Regions from separate parts of the Sus scrofa genome. Here region 2 is linked to region 1. A link is a contact called in public Hi-C data. All regions are on one chromosome and are shown on one strand. Each heading gives the region's core, a stretch centred on a gene start, on an enhancer-like site or on the middle of the called end of the contact. The rest is flanking DNA. Distances are from core to core; before and after follow the strand shown. Region 1 has its middle 9.9 kb from the start of PDE6C. Region 2 overlaps FRA10AC1 (fragile site, folic acid type, rare, fra(10)(q23.3) or fra(10)(q24.2) candidate 1).

Evidence for each region. Hi-C and Micro-C count contacts between places; a contact is called where the count stands out from the background.
Region 2: a Hi-C map of liver shows a contact between it and region 1, with 4 times the contacts expected there. The contact joins two enhancer-like sites. A contact is called at or near these places in 1 of 5 promoter capture datasets (liver) and 9 of 47 Hi-C or Micro-C datasets (embryonic fibroblasts, fetal liver, fetal skeletal muscle and 2 more).

Annotation. Positions count from the first base shown.
Region 1 is chr14:105,000,442-105,003,740 of Sscrofa11.1, reverse strand. No RefSeq gene overlaps it. Among named protein-coding and RNA genes, the nearest start is that of PDE6C, 9.9 kb to the left of the region's middle. Within about 2 kb of position 1,485, at least 3 of the 83 cell types and tissues checked have an H3K27ac peak or open chromatin away from gene starts, as enhancers often do. A contact at or near this core is called in liver, where this site is marked.
Region 2 is chr14:105,129,725-105,133,023 of Sscrofa11.1, reverse strand. The region is part of intron 13 of FRA10AC1 (fragile site, folic acid type, rare, fra(10)(q23.3) or fra(10)(q24.2) candidate 1); the gene reads left to right. Among named protein-coding and RNA genes, the nearest start is that of FRA10AC1, 38 kb to the left of the region's middle. Within about 2 kb of position 1,758, at least 4 of the 83 cell types and tissues checked have an H3K27ac peak or open chromatin away from gene starts, as enhancers often do. A contact at or near this core is called in liver, where this site is marked.

The DNA of each region.
Region 1 (3,299 bases), core at 236-2,735:
TCTGTACGTCCGAGGCTGTCCGTAGGCATATAGATACTTTACAAACTGAGGGTCAGGGTATGCCCACGATTTTGTAATACACATTTTAAAATTTCCTGGAACATTATTTCTGTGTTCTTTTAGTTCCCCCTATGCACTTGGTTGCCACATGATGTATTTAGCACACCTCTTAACTGCCAGGTGACCAACTGTAGGTGGGGGACACACCCAACCACACCTGCTCTCCAGCAATGGCTCCCAGAAGCCCTTCCTTCACTTTCCACTGGTCTAAAGTGAAACCAGAACAATATAGACCACATTGATTTTCCACAAGGCTAAATACAACCACTTTCAATTGTTAGATTTTGTTCTGCTGACTTTTTTTTTTTTTTTTTTTTGGCTTTTTAGGGCCGACCTGCAGCCTGGAAGTTTCCAGGCTGGGGGTCAAGTTGGAGCTATAGCCACCAGCCTACACCACAGCCATAGCAACACCTAGATCCTTAACCCACTAAGCAAGGGAAGGAATCAAACCTCTGTCCTCATGGATGCTAGTTGGGTTCACTACTGCTGAGCCACAATGGGAACCCCCATTCTGCTGACATTTTTGTTAAACATTTTTTTTTTTTCTTGTAGGACAGAGTACTTAAACAAAGAACAACCCTGGGGAGTTCCCTGTTGGTCTAGTGGTGAGGACTTGGCACTTCCACCTTTGCGGCCTAGGGTTCAATCCCTGTTCTGGGAACTGAGATCGCACATCAAGATGCTGCACACTGTGGCCAAAAAAGAAAAGGAACAACTCTATGTAAAAAGGTTGACCTACATAAAAACCCTATGTGACTTACTGAGACTTATAACAGAAAAACATTCTCCTGACCTGTGACTTCCTGAAGGAACTTCTGCTCTGGGCCTCCAGGAGAACTCGGTCCAGGCACACCGGCCCAGACCATGACAGTAATAAGGATGCATGGATGTATACGAGGAAAGACCTCTGAATTAAAAGGCCCTTTGATGCTCATGCTCTCATCTCCTCCTGAGGGCAGCTACCCAGGGCAGACCACGTAGTCTCCCACTCCACAGATGAGGCAGCAGAAGGGCTCAGCAGGACAAAGGGAGAGGGCCCAGCTCGCCTGGCTGGTTAGGCCCCTTGGAGCAGACCCAGGTTCCAAACTCCCATCCCAGGGACCTTGGATGGACTCTTCCCAAAGGTACAGCTTTGAGTAAAGACACACAGTAGCAGAATTGAACTTGAGGGAACATTCTGGAATTCCTCCTCAGGAGCCACCAAGATATGACACACGTAAGTGGCCAGGAACCCAGGGCTGAGGGTTCTGCTTTTCCTGCTCCTCCCCGTGGCCTGGGGGCCATGCACTCTCGCTGCCTGTGCAGGTGCTGACTCAGGAAAATCTGGGCACGGGCCACCACAAGCCCCGCCATGAACATTGGCAGGAAATGCCTGGCACGTGGACAGCAGCCTCCAAGGTTGGATGATTGGTTCCGTAGCTTACTGGCTGTGCTCCCTGGGGCGAGTGACATCATTTCTCTAGATCTGTTTCCTCATCTGTACAATAACACCACCTCCCTCATGGGTCCGTGTAAAGATAATGACTCTCAGGCCTTTAGCACAGAGCAAGGGATTGATAAATGTACAACTCTGTTACTTGTTTCAGAACCTGATGCATAGTGGATGCTTTAAAACATTTTTAATAATTAAGTCATTGGTGAATGAATGAAAATGAAATTTTGAGCTTTTGTGTGTCTTCCAGATACTCTGCTGTCTAAGGCAAAGTCCTTGGAATGGGCTGTGAAGTGTGTGGACAGCCAGAAGGGGAGGGAACGAGCCATCACTATCTTAGTGTTCTCTCCAACCACCCTCCCTACACCAAAAAAAGAGAGAGGGGAAATGAAAAAGCAGGGCTAGAGGAGATGATACACAAGAGAAGGAAATTCTGAGAGAAGGATCACTGATGTTGTGAGGATATGATGAGGACACGTTCTGAGCACAGGGTCCTTCCTTTCCCGGGAAACAGGAGCACAGGGATACGAGTCCCAAAAGGAGAGATGGCATATGTTGGGGTTGGGGGGTGTGTGGTGAGGGCTGAGTCACCAAAGCTGTGGCCCTGCTGAGACACTAGGAAGACAGGAGGCCCTGAACGATGCACTCAGGGTCTATTCCCTCTGTGCTGTGCTCACCAGTCAGAGGCCAATGGGAAGACTCCCAGGAAGGGCTCCAGGGGATAATGAAAGGGGCTCACACATCAGGGCCCTCAGAGCATAAGGAGCTGGGTTCCTAGCTGTATTATAATGGGCAGAGTGCTGGGCCCACTCAAGAGCCCAGCTCAGGGGCTGTGTACCCCCCAGGCACAGCCATCAACTCGTTCTCTCAAAAATAAAAATGTTAGGTGTTCTCGTTGTGGCTCAGCAGAAACAAATCTGACTAGTATCCATGAGGACACAGGTTCGATCCCTGGCCTCGCTCTGTGGGTTAAGGATCTGGTGTTGCAGTGAGCTGTGGTGTAGGTCGCAGACGTGGCTCAGCTCTGGTATTGCTGTGGCTGTGGTGTAGGCTCTGATTCGACCTCTAGCCTGGGAACCTCCATATGCCTCAGATGCAGCCCTATAATGACAAACAAACAAACAAAAAAAGTCAAACAGGAGTTCCTGCTGTGGCACAATGGGTTAAGAATCTAATTGTAGCAGTTCAGTCACTGCGGAGACATGGGTTCGATCCCTGGCCCAGTGCAGTAGGTTAAGGGATCCAGCGATACTGGAGCTGTGGCATAGGTCACAGCTGTAGCCCAGATTCAGTCCCTGTCCCAGGAACTTCCATATGCCGCGGGGGCAACCAAAAACATTTTTAATTAAAAAAAAAATAAGTAAAAAATAAAAATGTTAAGCAAAATAAGCTCTAGAATTCCTGGCAGCCAAGGTCTGACGAGAGAGACTGAGGAAGTCGTAAAAAGCTGCTCCACACTGCCCCCTCGTGGCACCTGGCTGCACTGATCATTGTCTCTCAAAGCTCAGGTGTCCATCTACCCATCCACCCATCTTTTCTTTTTTCCAGTAACAGGAGCTCTTCCAATTGTTGAGGATGCCATAGAAAATGATATGTTCTCCTATTATAAACGGAAATGCACAAAACACAGATAAATATGGGACCACTGAGTGAATACCGCAAAGGGGTCTTGGATGAAGTGTTATGGGGATACGGCAGGGCTAGTAGCTGACTCTCCTGGGGAGCTCAAGCAGGATACACAGAGGAGCTCGTCAGTCATTCAGTGGACAAGCACTGAGTGACAGACATGAATTGGGGTGGGGGGCAA
Region 2 (3,299 bases), core at 509-3,008, 130 kb before region 1:
CTTAGTATGAGCATCTCTAGTTCCATCCATGTTGCTGCAAATGCCATTATTTTGTTCTTTTTTATGGCTGAGTAGTATTCCATTGTGTATGCATACCACATCTTAATCCATCCATATGTCAGTGGACATTTGGGTGGTTTCATATCTTGGCTATTGTGAATAGTGCTGCAGTGAACACAGGGGTGCATGTATCTTTTTCAGTGAATACTTTGTCTGGATATATGCCCAGGAGTGGGATTGCTGGATCATTTGGTAGTTCTATATTTGGTTTTCTGAGGTATCTCCATACTGTTTTCCCTAGTGGTTGTACTAATTTACATTCCCACCAACAGTGTAAGAGGGTTCCCTTTTCTCCACACCACAGCATTTGTCATTTGTAGACTTACTACTGATGGCCATTCTGACAGGTGTGAGGTGGTACCTCAATGTAGTTTTGATTTGCATTTCTCTAATAATTAGTGATGTTGAGCATTTTTTCATGTGCCTGTTGGCCATCCATATGTCTTCTTTGGAGAAGTGTCTATTTAGGTCTTGGAGGTGTTCTACTTAAATAAGACATTTCATTCATTGGATAAGGGCTGGACCTCCAAGATCCCCTTTCTTTTTTTTTCTTTTTTTTTTGTCTTCTTGCCATTTCTTGGGCCGCTCCCACAGCATATGGAGGTTCCCAGGCTAGGGGTCAAATCGAAGCTGTAGCTGCCAGCCTACACCAGAGCCACAGCAACGTGGGATCCGAGCCGCGTCTGCAACCTACACCACAGCTCACGGCAACGCCGGATCGTTAACCCACTGAGCAAGGGCAGGGACCGAACCCGCAACCTCATGGTTCCTAGTCGGATTCGTTAACCACTGCGCCACGACAGGAACTCCTGAGATCCTCTTTCAACACAGAGAGTCAGTGACTTAAGTTCTGATCCCCACTTGCCAATAATTATTGTGTAGATTTGACACTGATGCAAATGCAAGCATCATTTTGTGTTGCCCATTCTTCTAATTATTTCATTAGCAATACCCTTTCCACCTCTGACAGTTGTAGCAGTTATCAAAGAAATTATTTATAGTTACTGTAACCCTAAAGGAACTAGATATTTTAGATTCATATTTAGATGTTATAGGTTCATAGGGCAGTAAGGGACCTTAAAGTCGTATAGTCTAATCTTGTAGATTTGATTCCCTGAGAATATTGGGTCACTTTTTCAGCATGTCCTCGTTCAGAGAGCGCTATTTTATAAAGTTATTCTGAATTGATTGTATTTTTACTAAAGCTGGATCGTCTAGTATCAGAAAACTGGTGTAGGAAAGCTGGCATGTGGGAAGTACTCTCAAGAGGAAGCAAGAGAAAAGGTATAAGGCCTTTTGAAATTAGCTACCCACTTTCAAAGCCCTCGTAGGTTTGTTCTCTGACATTAACAGGTTAATACCATAGTGATAACTTTATTAGGCCTATTTAGTTTTTCTGTGCTTTCTTTATCTCAATGACTTTTCCTAAAAATAAGAGTAGGAGATGTTTTTTGTTTTTGCATATTCAGTTTTAGACACTGGCAGTTCCAGTGCTGGCCGTCATTGAGCAGGAATCTTGTCCTTAAAGTTCTATGACTTTATCATCTTTGTGTGTGGATCATTAGAAGTAAAACTCTCTTCTCCCCCCACTCCCCTTTTTGCTGTTTTTGTTAGAATTTGTGCTAGAATAGATTGTTTTAGGACCAAAGTTCAGACACACATGTTGATTCAAGGATCAAAGTCCAGCAAGTAAAAGGCTAGTCTACACTGTGGCAAATCAATGCAGCTTTATTTTTGTGTTGTATTTGACTAAGGGACATTCTGTATTAACAGGGCAAATTTGTATCCATTCTTATTTGACTAACGGTCATTATTGGAGAGGAATTATTTGCTAATGCAGTTACTTTGTGACATATAATTTTATTGTTGCATAATACATGTTTCAATATTTGATAATTTTTAAGGAATCTTTTTTTTTAATTTTAGGGCTACACCCACGACATATGGAAGTTCCCAGGCCAGGGATTAAATCCAAACCACACCTACAACCTATGCCACAACAACACCAGATCCTTTAACCCATTGTGCCAGGCCCCAGACCGAGGATTGAACCTGTACTTTCACAGCAACCTGAGCCACTGCAGTTGGATTCTTAATCCACTGCGCCATGGTGGGAACTCAGTATTTGATAATTTTTAGTTGACTAATATAGGGTGGTTCATTTGGAACATGTCTTGTTATATCTTAAAAATAGAAGTATCTTGGAGTTCCCTTCGTGGCTCAGTGGTTAATGAATCCGACTAGGAACCATGAAGTTGTGGGTTCAATCCCTGGCCTCGCTCAGTGGGTTAAGGATATGGCATTACCGTGAGCTATGGTGTAGGTCGCAGATGCAGCTTGGATCTGGCGTTGCTATGGCTCTGGCATAGGCCAGTAGCTACAGCTCTGATTAGACCCCTAGCCTGGGAACCTCCATATGCTGCAGGAGCGGCCCTAGAAAAGGCAAAAAGTCAAAAGAAAAAAAAAAAAGAAGTATCTTTATTGTATTTACTGATCTTTAAAGGTAGTATGTAATTATTCTTTCAAACACACACACACACAAAAAAATGGAAATGCTTAAAGAATAAAAGCATCCCAGGCCTACAGGTAATACCATCACTGTTAAGTTTGGTTTTCCTTACAAACTTATTTATATACACACACATATACATATACACATATTAATAATACTTTGTATATTTGTATATACATATAGATAATGTCTTAACTGCCAGTTAGATTATACTATGTTTGCATTCTGTAATCTTTTTTGGGAGGGGGTCTTTTTTTAGGGTCACACCCACAGTATGTGGAAGTTCCCTGGCTAGGGGTCAAATGAGAGCTGCAGCTCCTGGACTACACCACAACCACAGCAACACCAGATCCAAGCCGCATCTGCGACCCACACCATAGCTCACAGCAACATGGATCCTTTAACCCACTGAGCAAGGCCAGGGATTGAACCCTCATCGTCATGGATACTAGTCAGATTCTTAACCTGCTGAGCCGCAATAGGAACTCCCTGCTTTCTGTAACTTTTTAAAAATTTGATATGGCATGGATATTTTTCTGTGATAATACATATAGATATGCTAAGGGTTTTTGATAGCTGTATAGTATTTATTTAACCAGTCTTTTTTTTTTTTTTTTTTGTCTTTTGTCTTTTTGTTGTTGTTGTTGTTGCTATTTCTTGGGCCGCTCCTGCGGCATATGGAGGTTCCCAGGCTAGGGGTTGAATCGGAGCTGTAGCCACCGGCCTA